Regions from separate parts of the Mus musculus genome. Here region 2 is linked to region 1. Evidence: chromatin contacts called from public Hi-C data. All regions are on one chromosome and are shown on one strand. The core of a region is the stretch at or near the end of the contact, and the rest is flanking DNA. Distances in the headings are between cores, read along the strand shown.

Region 1 (4,648 bases), core at 865-3,364:
TGCCATATGTCGTATCTGACAGAAGTTGGACTCGACAGGGGAATCTCAGAAAGAAGCCGGGGTCCCCGAGAGCTTTATTGAGGACTTGGGATGACTCTCTTTCCCTGGGAGTCTTTGGAAGGAGATAGGCTGATGACCACTAAGTAGGGGCAACTGGGAACAGTGCAACCCACACACCTATAGTGTCTGCAGGGCCTGATACCATGAAAGTAAACACGTTGGTCTCACACGTCATGTAAAGAGTTACAGAATTTATAAATCAAGCAAGCAAACTGATCAGTGTACTGGCGTCCAGCCTTGACAGATACTCCTTAAGAACAACCTAACAGCCAATTTTCATTTTCCCCTTGGAATTCAGACTCCCTGAACTCTGTGTTCAAACAGGGTAGCAGAGGGAGGCCAGACCTTGGCTCATAACCACCCTCCTATCATTGAGTTGCTCGTCCATTGTTCTCTGCCCCAGAACTCCGGGGTGTGCGCAAGCAGATGCTCCAGTCCAAACATCTAAGAGCTGCCCACTCTCTACCTCCCTGGCAGGAAAACAAAAGGTAGATATGAGAGGGCAATCAGAAAATATGGAGCACAGGCACCAAATAATGACCCATAGAAAACTATTCATAGCAGTTGGTCAAAGGCAGGAAGTTATGACAGAGCTTGGAAGTCTTGACAGCAGTATGCATTCAGTACTCCAACCACATGTGGCCGGGAATAGCTGGAAGGCAGCTCCCAGCGGGTCCAGAATCTTCCCAGTGGTGACCAGAACCTAGGCCCACCCCTAGCCCATGGTTTCCCTAATAGCTAAGCGTTTTCCTTTATTTAAACTGACAAAACCAAGGAGCAAAATAGAAGGTTTCATGCATTGTGTGGGAAGGGAGACTATGGGACATGCTGGACAGCTACTGGACATGCAAGACTAACAAACAGAAGGCGGAAAGGTACCTCCATGGCCCTCATCTCTGAATATCAGACAGATAGGGAAAAGGCTTACAGCCCTCTCAGCAGGCGCTAGCTTAGGGGCCAGCTACTCACAGAAAGAGCAGGAAGAGAGGAGAGCCACACTCCAGGAAGGTACAGGTCAGGGTTCTCTCCCTCCCTTCCTCTTCCTCTTCCTCTTCCTCCTTCCTTCCTTCCTTCCTCTTCTTCCTTTCTCTATTCTTCCCTTCTTCTCTCTCTGTCCCTCTCTTTGTTTTTTGATAAAAGGTCTTCCTACAGCTTAGGCTGGTCTTGAACTCTTGACTCCTCTGAGCCTGGAGTACTAGAATTATAGACAAGCATCAGCACAGCCAGCTCTTCTAGTTGCTGCCCCCCCCCCCCATTGTGTTCCCTTTACCAACCCACTTGCTCCATGCCCTAACTATTGTTCAACATACCATTTGATATGGAGGAGCAGCAGTCTGCTGTAATCCAGAGCTAGTAATAAGGGAAGACATTCTATTCCTTGGCTGGAAGTCAAGACAGGAACCTGGAGCATGAACCCTGAAGGAATACTGTTTACTGGCCTGCAGGGATGTCTGTGCAGGCATTTTCTTGATTGGTCATGAATTTAGGAGAGCCTAGCTCACTGTGGGTGGTGCTATCCCTAAGGAGATGGGCTGAGTACATAAGATTAGATATGGCTGGCGAGACGGCTCAGTGGTTATGAACAAGGATGTCTCATCCAAACAAAGGACATGAGTTTGGTCTCTAGGACCCATAGGAAGCAGCTCACAAACACCTGTAATTCCAGTTCCAGGATGCCTGTGGCCTCTTGGGGGCACAAGCGTGTGCGCGCGCGCGCACACACACACACACACACACACACTTTAAAATGTAGTGGAGCACTGGCTGAGGAGCTTAAATAAAGCAAGCCTGAAGTTCTCTCCTTTCTTCAGTTCGTCTGAAGCTGGGCAGAGTTCATCTAACTGGGGCTGGATTCAAAACTAAGCATCATGGAACTTAAACGGGCAAATGGAAAGAAAAATGAAAAGGAACTCCGAGAACTGGCCACGGATCTAGGTGCTTAAATGGAAACCCGGCACAGCTTTCCACCGAAATGTCATCTCATCTCAGAGCATATGCACAGAGACGTGGGCTTTTCCGGATCTCTGACATGAAGGAGCCTGCTCTCTCCGTCTGCAGCAGTTGATGGGAACGGGAAGCTCGCCAGCTCCTCGTCATCATCAGCAGATTTCTTAATTAGCTTGCTGATACTGCCGGCGTTTTGGAGCGGAGCCCTGCCTCTGCTATTTTTAGGGGCTTGTACTAGGAACCCACCTGCCATTTAGCTCTCCTGTCTTCATGAGTGACACGGATATGGACGCAGAGGATGAAATGGGAAAGGAACACGGACGGCCTGGTGAGGTACCCAGAAGAAGCTCTCCCCACAGCTCGAGCGCTCTGGCCCCATCTCCTCTTCCCATCGCCAGAGTTTTCAGAACAGCTCCTGGTCTTAAAGATGACCTCAGGGAAGAGGACAAACCAACGTTCTATGCCAAAGAGTGCCAAGTCCCAGTGTGCAGCGGCTAACTTTGCTGTATCCCCAGGTCCTACACAGCATCCATGTCTTTTAAAAAAAAGAACCCAAATTAAAAAACAAACAACTCGTTGTGGAAGCTGCAGTGTGTCCCACAGAATACCCCTTGGCTCACACTTCTTTGCTTGCAAACGTTCACTGCAATGAGCCATTTGTCTGGTCTGAGGCCTCTGGCTTCTGCTCCACCATCCATACTAGAGCCTTACGGGACCTCTCTCAGGTATCTTGTTGTCCGGTAACTGTTAACTTATGCAGTAGTCACACGGCTGGTGAGAAGCCGGAAGCCCTATAGAGCCGGATCCAGGTTTACCCACACCCAATGAATCACATGTCAACAACATGTCAGAGTTCCTGTCAGCAAAGAAGTTGGGAAATGGGAACGCTCATATATTGGAGAAATTAGTCTTCACTGGCTGGTCCATCTCTACAGTAGCCTGTAGTGGTAAACATTTGATATTAATTGGGGGTTTCTACCCTGCCTTTGATCATTCAGTTCCCAGGTAAAAGACACAAAACCTTTATATTTATAATAAGCCTCAAACAGCACAAGAGCTGGGCCGACATCTCCCTCTAAGCTGTTAGTATCTACTTCCCTATCAATAACCCTGAGTTACAACTTGCTGTGTTCTACCTGGGCTGCTTTTACTCCAATTGGTCAGCCTTTCAAAATGGTGTTTTCCTGATTCACCTTCCTCACAGTATCTTCTTCACCTCCTCTTTCTTCCTTGTGGTCTCTGCTTCAAACTCCAAGCCCTGGAACTGAAGCCCCACCTACCTCTCTTCTGCCCAACTATAGGCTGTAGACATCTTTATTAACCAATCAGGGATAACTTGGGGGGCAAGGTTACAAAGCATCACTTGGTGTACTAAGGATCCCCTTGTCCCTGGGGGCAACAAGATTTTGGGGGGCAGTGTTTAGCATTACAACAGACCAAACCTCAACAGTTGCCATTCAGTCTTTTTAAACTTTCAAGGGAATTTGGTTACAGCATTATTCATGATGGTAAAACTATATGAGACAAAGAGAAAGCTTATTGTCCTAGTTAGTTATTGTCAGCTTGACACAACCCAGAATCCCTGGAAAGACGGACCCTCAACTGAACACCTGCCTTCATCAACATGGCTGTGAGACACTTTTTTTTATTGCTAATTAATGTAGGGTACAGTTCACTGTGAAGAGTACTAACCCTGGTCAGGTGGGCCTGGGATGTGTAAGGGAGCACTGGCCAGGGAGCCAGCCAAAGATGAGCCAAGAAAGCATCGTCCTTCACTTCTGCCCCTGTCTCCTCCTGCCTTGAGTTCCTGCCCTGCCTACCTTCAGTGATGGATTGTGACTTGGAAATATAAAATGAGATAAACCCATTCCTCCTTGTGTATGGATGCTTTATCACAGCAACCGAAGGAACTTACTAACTAGAAAATGGCTGAGTGGCTCTAGTATTCAAACACGACTGCAATAGAAGACAATTTTTAAAAATATATTGCAACAAATTGAATGAAGAAGCAGGTAAGAGAATTCAGCCAGTCTCCACTAACCCAGATATTACAGAAAGTAACAAAAAAGCAGAAATCTCTGGATAGTACAGTAGTATTATATATGTCCCCCACAGCCATGCTTCAGTCCCCAGGACCAAAAGAGGAAAACACCACTCTCCACTGCAACTTGATCCTAAAAACACAGGTATTTCCCACTAAACGGGCTAATTATATTAACGTGCTTCAACAATATGAGCATATTATTGTTCCTGTAAATAAATGAACACCTAAATATCCCAATAATAATGCCTTTGAATGATAGTTACAGAAAACTATACATTCAATTAGGAAAAAAATTTTTAGATATCCCAAGGGGAAAAATTGGTCACTAATCTAAATAATGTGCTTACATACGTTGATGACTTTAAGGGAATGCCACTGTGATAAATTACTTACAAAGCAACTGAAGGGAGAAAGGTTTATTTAGCTGGTAGGTCAAGGCAAAGCTCAGTGGCTTCTCTTACAGCCAGGGAGGGGGTGGTACTACCGCAGTGAGGAGCTTCCCAGCGAGGTGGTTTGAATGAGATTGACCCCATAGGCTCACAAGGTTGAATACTTGCTCCCACTCAATGGAACTCTTTGGGAAGGATTGGGAACTTT
Region 2 (4,648 bases), core at 718-3,217, 2.0 Mb after region 1:
CGTGTCAGGTTCTATCTAGTTGTCACTGAAACTTAAAGAAGAAGAGTGTGGGAGGCTGAAGTCACAAAGGAAGGTAAAGCAGCTTGTAAGATAAGGGAGGCAACTGTAGCTAAGATTCATAATGAGTTTCACCTTTCATTAAACGGTCATCCTGGGAGCTGCTGACACCACAAAGAATAATCGCCAGAGGATGTAATTCTTAATATAGGGAGCTAGTAAAATTCTATTATAACATCGGAACTTGGCGAATGATCACCCAACCTCTCTCTGGCATGGTGAGTGCTTTGAAATGACAGACACAGAGAGCAAAGATTTCCCCGTGACTCTCCTCTTTCTCTCCCCTCACTCTTGCCATGGCAAGTGACAGAGATCAGAACTCATCCTCTCTGAGGTGGCTAGAAGCCCTTTCCCTGAAGCAATTTATAAAGCTTGCAAATACAACTCTAATTTTCCCCTGACTTTCTGCGTAGGAGCCGGCCATAGAAATATCTGTTCTACCTCACCTGGCAGATGATCACAAGACCCACATGCAGATGGGGCCCTGCCCCACACCGGGGAGGAATGAATGCTGCAGGCAGTCCAAGAAGGATCTATACATCCAGCCTTGCTGGGCATCCACCGTCATCCTCCCCATACCTAAGCGCAGAAGGGATTCGTTTTCCCTGGATCTTTAGGTCTTCAAACTGAAGCACTTGAATTAAATAAATTCGCTATGATTTTCTCATCTATCCTGGACATCAGCTGTGGCCCTCAGAGTAGAAAGAAAAGGGGCCAAGACTTATTCAACTCCTGCACTCACATAGCCCCAAACATGTCTCTGCAGACCTTGTAACCACTGCAGATTTAACAGGCATTGTGGGAGGAAACCCATCACCGAATACACTTTGGAAAAGACAGGATGGCTTTGTTATCTACTGCTATGAAAGACAGCATGACCTAATGCAACTTGGGGAGGAAAAGGTTTATTTAGCTTGCACATCTCAATCACAGTCCATCACTGATGGAAGCCATGGCAGGAACTCAAAGATGGATAGACTGAGGAGGTGTGCTGCTGACTGGCATACTCCCTGTGGCTTGCTCAGCATGCTATCTTAAGCAACCCAGGATCACTGGGGGGCAGAAGGGGGCAGAAGGGGAGTGACACCATCCACAATAGACTAGGCCTTGCCACATCAACCATTTATCAAGTCTCACAGACTTGCCTATAAGCCATTGTGATGTAGGCATTTTCTTCCCAGATATGTCTAGGTTTTTGTCAAGTTGGTGAAAACCAACCACCAAAAGGGTTTTTAAAACACATGTTTTTTCCTTTATGCTACAAGACTTTATAAAAAAATTTTACAAGCTAATAATTGTAAATCTTGAAGAAGGGTAAATACTAATTTCTCAACGAGGATAATCCACTAAGCAAGGCCCCAAGGAACCACTGATCTTCCCTATTCCAGGTTCATTCATTAGCAATATGACATGTATACATCAGCATATATTGTACTCCAGTGTGTGCCCAGGGCTCCTAGGCTATGAAAGGAGATCCTGTTGCTATCTTCGAGAATAAAGCATCATCATTAGGGGAGTACAGGGAAAATCAAAGACGGTCCATAACATCCCGAGATTCTGAAACATCAGACTCCAAATCCAGGAGAAAAGCACAGGAAACAAACAAGAGTCTTCCCTGACTGTTCTCCATCTCTGCCAAATGCATGGAGACAGAGGCCAAGGGGAGATCTGAGACATGATAAACACAGATTCTGCACTTTCCTCATGCATAACACAGAGGAGGGGCTGGAGGAGAGGGTTCAGTAAGCACAAGGCTGGCTGCATCAGTATGAGGACCTGAATGGAAATCCCGATTCCTACTTAAAATGCAGGGTGGGGCTGGTGGTGCATAAGCTATATCTCCTCACTGGGGAGGGATGGGGGCAGGGACAGGAAGATCCTGGGGCACCTTGGCCATCCAGTCTAGCCAAAGCTGCATGCCATAGTTCAGTGAAAGGCTTAGAGGCTTTGTCTTAGAGAGACAGAGAGAGAGACAGAGAGAGAGAGCACGCCCAGGTGGAAAGTAATGGAGGAAGACACATGGGGTTGACTTCTGACCTCTACATACATATCTGAACATAAATGAGCATGCACACACAAACAAAAAAAGTAATAAATGCCAACGAAATGAACTGACCTCTGAGCCAACACTGTCTTATCCAATGCTCTACATTTTCCTTCCAACAACAACAACAAAAAAAAAGAACACAGAATTTCAGCAGAAACCACATACTTCTTACTAAATATAACCCATTTTTAAGAGCAAATAGCAATGTGGCCAGATAGTGGCGGGGAAAACTTGTCCAGTGATAATTGCTTCACCCATATGGTAGTTTGAAAAGCTGCCACGAACCACACTACCTTCACTCAGGTGAGATGTCTCAGTGCCTGGTCAAAGTACAACAAAAAAGAAGCACACTGAAGACAGGAAGGAGCCAGTCCCAAGTGCTGGGGACAAAGATAGCCTAACCTGGAAAAGGGGAGGAAATTAGGTTAGACCTGAAAGCCTGTATCAGTCTTACCAGAGTGAAACCAGATGTAAGAGAAACAGCCCCTGACTCCAGGTTAATTCTCAGGGAGCAAGAATTACCTCCACTATACTCTGCTTTCCAGACTCAGGCATCCAAAGCAGGCTCAACCTGCTGGCAGGGCATGAAAGCTAGCCCAGGACTCTGACTTCAAGCTCAGTACTAAGCGTCAAAAATGGTTTCTAACATCGGCGAAAAATCAAAAGACCCATAACTGGGCTAGACCTCACCAACTAATGGCCCCATTGTCTGAAACAGACCCGTACTCCAGAAGCAAGCACTCAAGGAAAGAGCCTCCAGTCATATGTCAGCACCACTAGCTACTACCTTTAGCCCCAGCACGAAAGACTCATATACTGGCCTGCATCTCTTCTGGCTTTGGTATAAGCCTCACACCTGAGACTGTACTGGCCCTTTGAGCTGGGGGATGTGAGTACAATTCAATCCGGCATTAAAACTGCCTTCCCTAACACCCAACACTACTCCAATCTCAGCCCAGCCTAGTACAGAGTAAGCTTCTATTTTCTGATGATTGGATACATTAACGACTCTAGCACTAGCTAGGCCTTGGAACCCAGTGCCAGGCATGACACTCAGAAAGTTTTAAAAACTTCAACTCCCAGGCCTGTGCAAACAAAAGAGCCTCTGGACCTACCTTGGTGCCAACATAGACATAAGTCCCCATTCTATTAGGCTTGTGTTTGGGCCAGCATTACCTTCATCTGATTCTAGTTGTCTTAGGCCGTAGGTCTATTTGAGCTATTCACAGCACATAGCATCACTGGCCATGGGGCTACTCCAGTGCTTTCTTCAGTTCCTAGCATGAAACAGCTTTGCAACTTGAGTGACCACGGGCCTGATGCTGGTGTCTGTGAGCACAGGCAAGTTGCTGTGGATAAGGTGTCTGAGTGAAGCCCAGATCTACAGCTAGGTTTCAGAGCTGATCACCATTTTTTTAGGTTATAATCTGGTTCAAGCTGAACTACTTTCCATGTGGATTAGGATAAGCATGAGCTTCGACTGCCCTCTAGTGAGGAAACTGTGGCAACACACCAACGGTGAATGCCGGAACTAGTCCTCTAACCCTGAAATAGCAAAAGTGATTGCAGAGGTGGTGGGGAAACCTCTCAAGAGTTTCTCTAGGGAAAGGCACAAGTGAAACCAAAATACAAAGACTGGAGCCTAATAAAAGCCTAAGTGTCAATGCTCAGTCACATTAGATGATGCCACAAACCAACACCAAGAGAGCTGTCAGGAAACCAGGCTCTCACCTACTGTAAAAGCACAGCACATGAAAGTAACCACAGTAGGTGGGTGTGTGCAAATCTTTAGACTACTGATTCACAAACAGCTGGTTTGAGGAAACTCAAGCAAAGGCAGGGGAAAAAAGTAATACAAGAGAGAAACAACAGGGATCAAAGAAATTTAATTATTTATTTATTTAAGTTTTGTGAGAGAGAGAGAATGGGAGGGAGAAAGAGAGAGAAAATAGAAATCAGTGGGTGCTCTGTGCTTGTGCCATGGCCTGCATGTGGAAGGCAGAAGACAACTTTTGAGAGTCATAGCTTTTCTTCTACCATATGGGTTCCAGGAATTGACCTCAGATGATCAGGTCGGCTGCAAGCTCCTTTGCCTGCTGAGCTATCTCATTCATTGGCCCATAAAGAAATAGCAAGCTGGGCTGGGGTAGTGCACGCAAGAAGCAGAGGCAGATGGATCTCTGTGCCTTGAGGCCAGCCTGGTCTACAGAGCCAGTTTCAAGACAGCCAGGGCTACACAGAGAAACCCTGTCTCAAAGAAAAAGAAAATAAAAACAAACAAAACAAAATTTCCGTTAACTGAAAATTAACAGCAAAATGAAAAACACAAGACAGGCAGCCAAGGGCAGGGCAGGTAGGTGATCCTGGCAGATGTCTCCGTGAGTAAAGTGCTTACCACACAAGCCTGGCCACCTGAATTTGAACCCTAGATCCTACATGCTGTTTGCATGGAAACCATGCCTTATCATGTACTATCAGTCTATGGCATGTACAACTATGGTATGAAACAACTGAGCAATGTTTGCATCTCTTGTCCATCATTGT

What was found. Hi-C and Micro-C count contacts between places; a contact is called where the count stands out from the background.
Region 2: a contact with region 1 is called in a Hi-C map of the N1E-115 cell line, with 7 times the contacts expected there. The contact joins two enhancer-like sites.

What each region holds. Positions count from the first base shown.
Region 1 is chr6:35,000,252-35,004,899 of GRCm38.p6, forward strand. No RefSeq gene overlaps it. Among named protein-coding and RNA genes, the nearest start is that of Slc23a4, 25 kb to the left of the region's middle. Within about 2 kb of position 2,115, at least 29 of the 459 cell types and tissues checked have an H3K27ac peak or open chromatin away from gene starts, as enhancers often do. A contact at or near this core is called in the N1E-115 cell line, where this site is marked.
Region 2 is chr6:37,042,779-37,047,426 of GRCm38.p6, forward strand. The region is part of intron 12 of Dgki (diacylglycerol kinase, iota); the gene reads right to left. Among named protein-coding and RNA genes, the nearest start is that of Gm52857, 140 kb to the left of the region's middle. Within about 2 kb of position 1,968, at least 4 of the 459 cell types and tissues checked have an H3K27ac peak or open chromatin away from gene starts, as enhancers often do. A contact at or near this core is called in the N1E-115 cell line, where this site is marked.